Linked DNA regions of Sus scrofa: region 2 is linked to region 1. A link is a contact called in public HiChIP or PLAC-seq data. All regions are on one chromosome and are shown on one strand. The core of a region is the stretch at or near the end of the contact, and the rest is flanking DNA. Distances in the headings are between cores, read along the strand shown. Region 1 has its middle 190 kb from the start of PRKCQ. Region 2 overlaps RBM17 (splicing factor 45).

Region 1 (5,519 bases), core at 2,333-4,832:
ACTAATTCAAAAAGATGCATGCACCCCAATGTTCACCGCAGCACTATTTATTACAGCCAAGATGTAGAAGCAACCCAAATATCCACTGACAGATGAATGGATAAGTAAGACATGGTGTATATATATATATATCATAAAAAGAATAACATAATGCCATTTGCAGCAACGTGGATGGACCTAGAGATAAATATCATATGATATCACTTATATGTGCAATCTAAAATAACTGATGCAGATGAGCTTAGTTACAAAACAGAAAGAGACTCCAGACATAGCAAACAAACTTACAGTTACCAAAGGGGAAAGAGGGAAGGGATAAATGAGAAATTTGGGATTAGCAGGTACAAACTACTATATATAATGTACATAAACAAAAAGGACCCACTGGATAGCACAGGGAACTATATTCAATATATTAACCCTTAAGAGAAAGACATCTGAATATATATATATATATATATATACACACGTATATGGGTATCTGAGTTACTTCGCTGTACACCTGAAACTAACACAACATTGTATTTCAGTAAAAAAAATAAAATTACAGTTTTAAAAAAAGTTAACATAATAGGTTGAAAAAGAGTTAAATCTCCCAGAAAATAGATCAGAAGGACAGCTTTGAAAATGTCAGCAAACACATCAAATTTCAGTCCTGAGGTTCAGTGTCCAAATACAGGTGCAACCAAAGGAGCAACAAAGAGACAGAGGGGAGGAAGCTCTGAAAGAACTCGTGCCAGAACACGACTCAGAACCGAAACATGCTGTCAGGTTGAACAGACTATTTTGACACACAGTAAAAATGAATGAAAAAAAGACATCCGCAGCCAAGCACAAAATAAAGAAGTTTCAGAACACTGCTGACTTGAAAGCGAGAGAGAGACAGAGAAAGCGGACCCAAAAACCTTCCATAAAGACGCCACCTGCAATGATATGTCATTATCCACTGTCACACGGAAAGCTCCAAGCCAATGGAATAATGCCTTCAAACTGAGAGAAAACAGATTTGGGACTGGCACATGCACCCCGGGCTACATGGAATGACTGGCCAACCGGGACCTGCTGCACAGCGCAGGGACCTCTGCCCAACCCTCCGCTGTAACCTGCGTGGGAAAAGAATCCAAAAAAGCATGGATGCGTATCTCTGAGTAAGTGACTCCCTTTGCGGTCCAGCAGAAATGATCCTAACTCGTAAATCAACTCTTCTTCAATCAAATTTAAAACATGAAAAAAGAGAAAGCAAGTGTGAACGGTAAATTCCATAACGAACCCCGCTATCACTCAGGCATTAGGTCAGAATAAAAACACTTTCCAACAATTTAGTTCTCCAAAAAAAGTCTCTCCCATGCACCCTTTATCAAGAAGATATATTTTACAAAAAAAAAAAAAAAAAAAAAAAGGCATGTAGGAGCTTGGGGGCGGGGAGGGGTCATATGCCAGGGGAGGGAACTTGAGCAAGGAAGACAAAGAGAGAGGAAGTGGGAAACAGAGGACCCAGCAGAACAGGACGTGAAGGAAGAGGAATCCCCAGACTCACTATGAAAGAACTTGAGACACAGCTCTGCTGTGACACAGGCCCAGAGCGACCACTATAGACACAGCTCTGCTATAATATAGCTTAGACCACAGCTCTGTTATAACACAGGCCCAGAGAGCAACCAGCACAGACCACAGCTCTGCTGTAATACAGGCCCAGAGAGACACAGCCATGCGATAACACAGGCCCTGACAGCAACCTGCTTAAACCACAGCTCTGCTATAACACAGAGCCAGAGAGCAACCCACTTACACCACAGCAGGATGACAGAGGGCTACAAGAAGGAAAAGAACCAAACACACAAATGGAGTAGCTGCTGAGTTTAAGTGCATTAAAAAGAGATCACGGTTCTGACATCTGTGGGTAAATTAGGGACAGAGACACAGAAAACCAAGCTTTTAATAAATGAGGTGGTTACCAATTCTAGGTAAAATAAAAACATGTTCAAAAATGCAAAGGTAATCATAATACATTACACAGACCCACTGGGACTAACAGTCCCCTGCCAATAATTACGCGAATTTAAAATGAATCAAAATGAAAGCTACAGCCTAAGTGGAACAGGTGGCGAGCAGCAAAGGGTACATGTATGGTGGAGTCGGTGAAATACATCCTCATCTTTGAGCCAAAAAATAATCTCAAATTTTTAAAATCAAGAAGGAGCAGCATACAAATCTACTCGAGATGCATAAGGAGAAACAGCTAGAGTCTGCAAATTATGTGCACCTATTACGCTGAATACACACAGCCAACACACACACACACACACACAGAGGGAGAGAGAAAGAGATGATAGGTGAAAGACAGATAATAGATGGATGAAAGATACATAGATAATAGATGACAGAGAAAAGGAAAGAAAGAAAGAAAGAAAGAAAGAAAGAAAGAGAAAGAAAGAAAGAAGGAAGGAAGGAAGGAAGGAAGGAAAAGAGAGAGAAAGAAAAGGAAAGAAAAAGAAGAAAGGAAGAGAAGAAGAAAGAAGCAGGCTCCTTGGGAGGTAGGAAGTTCCCTGGACCAGGGACTAATCAAGCTCAGGATGTATGAGAACGTTGTCAGAGGCCTCAGAGGGCTTTCAAACATCAGACTCCAGTTATAAGGGAATCAGTCACCAGGTCTCCCTCTAACCGCTACGATTTTGTGAGGATTCCTCAGAGTTTGGATGGAGGGGGGTACTGACAGCTCCTGAACTGAGTGCCAGGCGTGGGTGAGCGTCTGAAAACTCCCTGTAAGGGGGCGCAGGCAGTTTCCCTTCCCCTGACTTAGGGGCCCGCGGGGCTGGGGAGAGAAGACAGAAAAAGGCTGGCAGCAAAGAAGGAACCAGGCTTAGCTCGCTTCCTGTCTCCGTGAGGAAGTCAGTCTGGGGCCCAGACCGACCTCTGAGAGGAGGCAGCGACGGGGGTTTACCCCGGGCAGCCTTCTAAGCCTCTCAGCTCTCAGGCTGAAGCATCCTCAAGCAAGAGACAAATGTCCAATTTTACCATCTAAATATTTTTCATCCTCAGAGTCTGATTCTGCCTCTTTCCCCTTCTTTTAAATAAACCCAGACTTCATTTTTAATAAATTCTCTAAATTCACAGCAGCATGCAGTTAATTTAAAAACAGGGATGTCGCTATCGGTAAGGGGAGGGGAGTCCGTTTAAAATCCAAAGGGGAAGATAATTTTTCTGCCAGTGCCCGTAGTAATGACCACATGTGTTCTCTTGTTTGTTTGTTTGTTTTTTCCAGTGCTGCAGGCTTTTAGAAGCTCTGGGTGCCCCACCGAAGATACACATTTGAAAAACAAACGGAAAATCTAAGTCCAGCGAAGCCTACTCAGATTTCAGTCAGTATTTCAAAACATCAACAGATAACATCGACCCCAGAGAAATGAGAAACCACCCATTTTAAACTGCCCCCACGGTCACCCGGGCTGCCCTCCCTCCAACCCCCTGGAGACAAGATACCCACGGATGTTGCCATGGAAATTGTGCTTTTAGGGTTTTCCTCTGATGGGTCCTTTGTCGCATGGCAAGGTGGAGACCTCTAGTGTCCACAAACTGCATTTCCTCCAAGAAGAAATGACAAGGCTGGTGTTCGTGGCAGGGGCTGCATCAAGAGGAAAGCTGATGCTACTCGCTGGGTTTGGTCCTAAAACGGCAGAACCCCAGCGTGGCATGAGAATAAGAAGCTTCTGCATTTTGCACTCATGATGCACCTGGTCAACTATTTCAAGAATCCAGGCTGCTTCATCGTGGTGAACTCCCCCAGAAGGCACGTTTTCCAGGTAGACCAGGAACTGGCCCGAGCCTTTTTCAAAAGAGAAAAACATTCAACAATTGCCAACAAGGGAACTCCATCCACACTGCAAGCCCAGGGAGTGCCCATCGCGGCTCGGGGGTAACAAACTCAACTAAGCTCCATGAGAATGCAGGTTTGATCCCTGGCCTCGCTCAGTGGGTTAAGGATCTGTCATTGCTGTGAGCTGTGGTGTTGGTCACAGATGCGGCTCAGATCCTGCATGGCTGTGGCTGTGGTTGTGGTGTAGGCCGGCAGCCACAGCTCCAATTTGACCCCTAGCCTGGGAACTTCCCTATGCCGCACCTGTGGCCCAAAAAAGAGAAAAATAAAACATTCTGTGACCCCACCAATCCCAGAGTAACGCATGGAAACATACGGTCCCTGGGTCTCAGCACAAAGGGAATTTTAGGGACAGCAGTAACCATAAACCATAAACCAAAGGCTTACAGTATGATGCTACCTTTCCCTCACCGTGACCTTGACCTCATGACTTTACCTTCCTGGTCTAAATTTGGGAGTTGATACCCTGAGGTAAGTGAATGAGCTGAAATTATCCTACAAAGTTTGAGTATGTGTATATGCATGGATTTTCCTGTGTTTAAGATTTTCTCAGAGTTCCCGTCATGGCACAGTGGAAACAAATCCGACCAGGAACTATGAGGTTGCGGGTTCAATCCCCTGCCTCGCTCAGTGGGCTAAGGATCCAGCGTTGCCATGAGCTGTGGTGTAGGTCGTAGACATGGCTCGGATCCCGAGCTGCTGTGGCTGTGGTGTAAGCGGGCAGCTGCAGCTCCAATTAGACCCCTAGCCTGGGAACCTCCATAGGCCATGGTGCAGCCCTAAAAAGACAAAAGACAAAAAAAAAAAAGATGTTTATTGCCGTTTCTAAGAAATTTGATTATGATACATCTTGTGTTATTTTTTTCTTGGGCATGGGATTCCTTGAGCTTATTGGATCTGTGAATCAAAGTTTTCATCATATTTGGGGAATTGGGGTCATTATTCCTTTAAATATTTTCTCCATCTCCTTCTTTCCTTTGGGAATTCCAAGTGTAAATATATTTGGACATTTACTTATTCCATAGCCCATTGATGTCCTATTACTTTTTTTCTCATCTTTCTTTCAGGATTTTATCTTGGATGTTGGTTGGTTTGTTGGCCTTGTTTGTGTCATGTGGAAGTTCCCAGGCCAGCGATGGAACCCGAGCCACAGCAGGGACAATACCAGATCCTTAACCCACTGAGCCACCAGGGAACTCCTTGGGTGGTTTCTATTTCTACATCCTCAGGTTTACAAAGCTTTCCTTCTGCACTTAACCCCATCAGTGTATTGTTTATCTCAGATGTTGTCATCTTCACCTCTAGAAGTTTAATTTGCTTTCTTTGAAAAATTTTCCATGTTTACACTGAATATGTTCAATATTTCTTCCAGCCTGTTAAATTCATAGAATGCAACTTAATAATATATTTAATATCCTTGGCTATTAATTCTGCCATCTATGCCCTTTCTGGATCAGTTTTGATTAATTGATTTTTTTCCCTTCTCTTTAGAGGGTATATTTTCCTGTTTCTTTGTCTGCCTGGTAGTTTTATTACTGGGTGCAGGATTGAAAATTTTTCTTTGTGATTTTTGTACTCTTAGAAATATTTTAGAGCTTCATTCTGTGATGTGGAAAAGTTACTTGCTTTACGATCTTGCTTTAAG
Region 2 (5,548 bases), core at 589-3,088, 260 kb after region 1:
GCCACTGTACCTACAGCATTTCACGTATGTAATTTCCTCAAACATTTCATCTGAACAAGCTGTCCTAGGGCTGGAAAGACCGAAAACTGCTGGACTGTCCTACACTGCACCTTCCTTACGGATGAAGATCTACCACGTCTAGGAGTTCTCATCGTGGCTCGGCGGAAATGAATCTGACCAGCATCCATGAGGACGCGGGTTCAATCCCTAGCCTTGCTCAGCCAGTTAAGGATCCAGCATTGTTGTGGCTGTGGCGTAGGCCAGCAGCTGTAGCTCCCATTTGACCCCTAACCTGGGACCCTCCATAAACCGCGGGTGCGGCCCTTAAAAAAAAAAAAAAAAAAAGAGAGAGAGAGAGAGAGACTCAAATCCTCTGGCAGGGTGCAAACCCCAGGCATCTCTGCAATTCTGACTGGCCCGTGGACGAGGGCACTAAGCACCGTGCCCACGCACACAGCGTGTGACGACAACAGTCCAGCACTTGTGCCATAGGCAGTGTCCTTCCAGAGAACACAGGACAAAGGCCTCAGTGCAATGCAACACTGCTTCATTTCATAGCCCCGCACAGCACGAGAGAAACAGACTAAACATAAAACACCCTCTGAACCAAAATGCATGCCAAATCCAGTGAGGCTTAAAAAAAAAAATCCCAAAGCCCCACCTGAAAATAAACATTAAAACTATTTTCATATGCTGGCAAACAAATTTCTAATTATCATTAGAATGACTAAGAGCTTTTAGACCAAAGGTTCGGAACCATGATTTTAAAGTAAAGGTCATTTTATCAAGGAAAAGAAAAAAACAGATCTCATCCACCCTGTGGACACAGCGTAAGTTAACTCTAATTCTCAGGAGCTACTTTATTTGCTCATTCATGTTACAAAACTCAGTATCAGCAGTGACCGGAAATGGCTCCTACCTGGAGAACACAGTGTCCAGCGTCTAAATCACTCAAACTCCCATGAGAAGGCCTCGCGTTTCGCACAGAACAGAGGCGTGTCCTGCCGGACACCCGCCTGTGCCGGGAGCACTGCTCCTCCTGGGGGAGGCGGTGTGACGCACACCCCACGCCCCCCACCCCGGACACCCTCACCTCCAGACTCACTCATCTACCCAAAGGGCCAAGGCCTCCCTGCAGCTGCACGGTTACCCCATGTTGGCGAGGAAGGAGTTGCCCGGGCCGGTCGGGGATCTGGGTCTGTCCTGTTCCTCGTACACCGGGGGAGGGATAGCAGCTTTGGAAGACTGTGAACGGGGTCTGGAGTCCTCTTCGTACGGGAAGTCTCGGGGCACTGCTGGAGGAAAACAAAGCCAGTTTATCAACACGCTACAAAACAGTTCTGAGCTGCACTTGAGTCTTCTGCAGGCTCCAGCAGACGCCATCAACCCCTGCGGCTCCCACGACATCCTGTGCACCTGTCCTACAGTCTCGCGAGTCTCACACCCACGTGAGCCTGGCAGCACGAACGGTCTCCGAGGTGGGGGTGGCAGACTCAACAGGCAGCTTCCCAGAGACCCGGATGTGGGGGCCGCACTCTGAGACAGGTTTCAGCTGGGCTGGCTTTATGGTCGTCGGGTGTTTCCACACAAAAGGCACCTGACATTCCCCGACCTCCCTTCTTTATAAACAGACGTGACGCGCACAGGGCCACAGTGGTGGAAAGCACCAGGGAGGATGTTTTCTAGGGAGGTCTGCGTGGGGTCCAGCCCAGATGATCTGTCAGGGCCAATTCCAACCCCGAATTCTAGAGGGAGAACCGGGAGAAGGCGGTTTGGGCGACCTGAGTGAACGCACACAACCCGGGCACCAAAACATCCGACCCAGGAAAGTGCTGCCACCTTGTGGAGGGTCACGTGCTTAACAGCCTGTAAATTACTGGGCACAAAAATTCTAAACTGAGCTGTTTTAACCTAACCCCGAATGTGAAATATCGGAGAAAACAAAACAAGTTGTTTTTAGAAACAAACCAAAAAGGCATCCCCCTGTAGAAGAACCCACGCCTCAGAGACTGGCACATAAACTGGCGAAGGCAGAAGGGGTGGAAGGGAGGACCAGGCCGAGGGCTGGAGCGGGACGGTTCCGGCCACTGCCCTGCCCTCGGGAAGCCCAGCTGGCCGCGGCCAGGACGTCCCCCGACTGGGCTGCAGATGCGCGGGTTGCAGATGCGCGTCTGGACAGAAGGAGGGGAGAGAGAGGTACGTACGCTCTTTGTCCTTCTCCACAAGAGACGTGGGGGGGGCGATGGCAGCGCCGCCCATACCTGCAAAAACATAAATTCCGCTGATCAAAGGCGGGAGAGCGCTTCAGAGTCAGAGTCTCAAGGATGTGACATTGCTGCCTGCTGCGTCACACCTCCCCCCGAGGAGGAAGGATGGAGGGACGTGGCTCCGCCCCTCTCACCAAAGCCCAGGGACTCAGAACTGGAATCCAGGATTAAACTTGGTGAAGCAGGCCTCACTGCTTCCCCTTTCCAGGCGAGAAGGAATCGTGGAGCCGCCCCCGGGCCGTGTGGGGTAAAGGACACAACCTAAATCGTGCTGAGAACCATGCTGGGCGGCCCAGAGCGCAGATCTGAAATTCTCAAGCAAATCGCCGTCAACCAGTGGGCGACTAAACCCAGGAAATCCCAGCGTTGGACAGGGCACGCTCGAGAAGGGTCGGGGCCCAGCGACCCCGTGGCACCAAGGACGTGGCTCAGACACGGCGGGTGTTAGAGCTCCGACGCTCACATGGGTTGCGGGGATCCGCAGAAGATCCCCCAAGTCAGCGCCAACTCAACGACTTATCGAACCGAACGTGAAAGGCCAGAGGGAGAGCCCGCAGCTAAAGCGCCCCGGCCGCGCGCTCCCATCCTACTTCGCTTCCTCCTCTCTCGCTCGTAGTCTTCATCTTCGTCCGAATCTGGATCCGGCCGCCGTGAAAAGCCACTGGCCTCATGTCTGTCCTTACGCCTCCTGTGACAACAAAGGAAGCAACACTCATCACAGAGGAGCCAATTTAGAGACACAAACCCAAGGAAGTCACGAGACCGTACCCCCCACACTAAAGGGTTGGGGTGTGTGTGTGTGTGCGTGTGCGTGTGCATGCGCACGTGCCAAGAGCTGGCTGAAGACCAAAGTAGCAAAAGTATGAGGAGAACAATCCAGAAGATAGATGGAGCAAATCTGATAAGTACAAGCACAGCAGCAGGAAAAACATTTCCTTGGAGTTCCCAGTGTGGCTCAGCACTCAACGAACCCGACTGGCATCCATGAGGATGCAGGTTCGATCCCTGGGTTAAGGATCAGTGGGCTAAGGATCCGGTGTTGCCGTGAGCTGTGGTGTAGGTCACAGATGAGGTTTGGATCCCGCGTTGCTGTGGCAGTGGTGTAGGCCAGGGCTGCTACCACTACAACTGGACCCCTAGCCTGGGAACCTCCATATGCCCTAAAAAGACAAAAAAGAGAGAGAGAGAGAAAAGAAAAAAATTTCTTTGATATTTCCCTCTCTCACTTTTAAAGCATACCAAGAGAGCTAACAGTTAAGAAAAATCAGTAAAAGAGTAACATTTTTAGTATTTTAAAGAGTTAGGATTCTAGCAGACTCACAGCATAAGCAAAAAACTATTATTCAACAGCGAGTTTCTAAGTTAGTTTGTTTTTTTGTCTTTTTGCTATTTCTTTGGGGCTGCTCCCACGGCATATGGAGGTTCCCAGGCTAGGGGTCGAATTGGAGCTGTAGCCACCGGCCTACGCCAGAGCCACAGCAATGCGGGATCCGAGCCTCATCTGTGACCTACAACACAGCTCACGGCAACACCAGAGCTTTAAACCCCCTGAGCAAGGGCAGGGATCGAACCCGCGACCTCATGGTTCCTAGTCGGATTTGTTAACCACTGCGCCACGACGGGAACTCCCTAAGTTACTGTTTTAAGAACACACCCAAATGATCCTGCATCTGTGCCTGAAAGTGGCTCCGATTCTGTCTTCACGCCGGGATGTACACAGCCAGCCCCCGCCCTCCCGCTGCCTGCTCAGATGGGTCACGGTATTTCGAACAAAGAACACCCACGTCCACACGGAGCCTTACTTCTCTCTCTCTTCTATCTCCTTCTGTCTCTCCAGCTCCCGCTGTCGCTGCCGCTCCTCTCGCTGCCGCTTCACCACCTTCTCGTAATCGTTAGGAAACATGGGGTCATACTCGTCGGCCAAGGGGATCAGAACTTCTCCTGCGGAAAAGCCACTGGGAACAGGGTCCTGAGGAAGGGAAAAGGCCAGAGTGAGCACCGGCCTCCGTCCTGGAATCTTACTCAAAGATTCCGGTCGAGGAACGGGAGGGTCCGAGGGGCCCTGAGGAGCCTGTCTGCCCGTCGTCCCGAGGAGGGACCAGACGCCAGAGGAGGTTCGGTGACCTGACGGGGCTGCACATCTAGCTCAGGAGCAGAAGACGGCAAGGAACCCGCCCAGGTCAGGATTCGGTCCACCAACACCTGCACCAGTTCCCCAGGGGTCCTCGAGGAGCTGCCACCCCAACACTGGCATTTGCTTTTAGCGAACACTGCACGCTTCTCTTGTTATGTACATCCATGGAAAGAAAACAACAAAACCACTCAAGAATACAACCATGCCTGTGGTCACCTCTTGGAAAAACGTCAGACTCTGATCACATGGAGACGTGACACGTCAAGACTTTAAAAAAGCACAGAGCATCCCCTCGGGCATCGTGCCCTCCTCTGGCCTGTATCCCCTCGCAGGCGGGCTGGGCAGACCCCAAGTCCGCCAGGTGGGGGGCTCTCTGCACATCATCACCCCTTTCTCCAAGGCCCACTAGGACCAGCCCGATGACAGCCCCGCTTCCCTTCTACACACCTAGAAACTGGGCTGCTAGTTGAGAAAGAGGTAGTAGCCTTCGGGAAATCAGAGAAGCCAGTGGCGGACAGGGCCCAGCCTACAGAAGCGGGCCTGGCCCCAGGCTGGCAGCCTCCATCCCAGCGGCTCTCGTCGGCCCTGGCCTACCCACACGAGGCCTCGCCTTCCTACACGGCCGCACGCTCTCCTGTTCGTTTTCTGAGCACGACTCCGCCTCACTCTGCGAAAATAAGATGCCTCCACTGGTCTCCGCCAAGGCCCTGGACAAGCCCAGGCTGGCATCCCTGAGCGCCCGGTCTGCTTCCTCTGCCCAGGGCAGGCAGGGTGTTCATAAAATGTAATTGGTATTTGAACACGAAACTGATGTGACAACGGGAGCTTATGTTTAAAGGCAACAGATCTAAACCTAACAATTCCTGGGCTGCACGGTTCAGTTTGACGTTTCTCCCTGTAAACAAATACTTCATGGTTTCCTTCCAATTACAAAATTACAATAACACTTTGACCTGGTGAGTAAAAGAAGTTTAAAAAATAACTATAATCCTGTCCCAGGCCTGATCTCTGGAAAATTTACACAAATCTGTTTACCACAGGGCTCTCAAATAAATCTGTAATCCTATGAAAGACAAGGAACTCGACTTAACATTCTGTGATTACTCATACGGGAAAAGAATCTGAAAAAGAACGGGTATGTTGTGTG

The links. HiChIP or PLAC-seq counts read pairs in DNA pulled down with a chosen protein or histone mark.
Region 2: an H3K27ac HiChIP or PLAC-seq map of alveolar macrophages shows a contact between it and region 1. The contact joins two enhancer-like sites. A contact is called at or near these places in 1 of 5 promoter capture datasets (liver) and 1 of 2 datasets of contacts at active chromatin or transcription factors (alveolar macrophages).

Annotation. Positions count from the first base shown.
Region 1 is chr10:64,625,264-64,630,782 of Sscrofa11.1, forward strand. No RefSeq gene overlaps it. Among named protein-coding and RNA genes, the nearest start is that of PRKCQ, 190 kb to the left of the region's middle. Within about 2 kb of position 3,583, at least 21 of the 83 cell types and tissues checked have an H3K27ac peak or open chromatin away from gene starts, as enhancers often do. A contact at or near this core is called in alveolar macrophages, where this site is marked.
Region 2 is chr10:64,891,368-64,896,915 of Sscrofa11.1, forward strand. It overlaps RBM17 (splicing factor 45), which reads right to left. Exons shown (of 12, transcript XM_003130822.6): 4 at 4,070-4,236; 5 at 2,858-2,955; 6 at 2,205-2,261; 7 at 1,151-1,292. Among named protein-coding and RNA genes, the nearest start is that of RBM17, 15 kb to the right of the region's middle. Within about 2 kb of position 1,839, at least 7 of the 83 cell types and tissues checked have an H3K27ac peak or open chromatin away from gene starts, as enhancers often do. A contact at or near this core is called in alveolar macrophages, where this site is marked.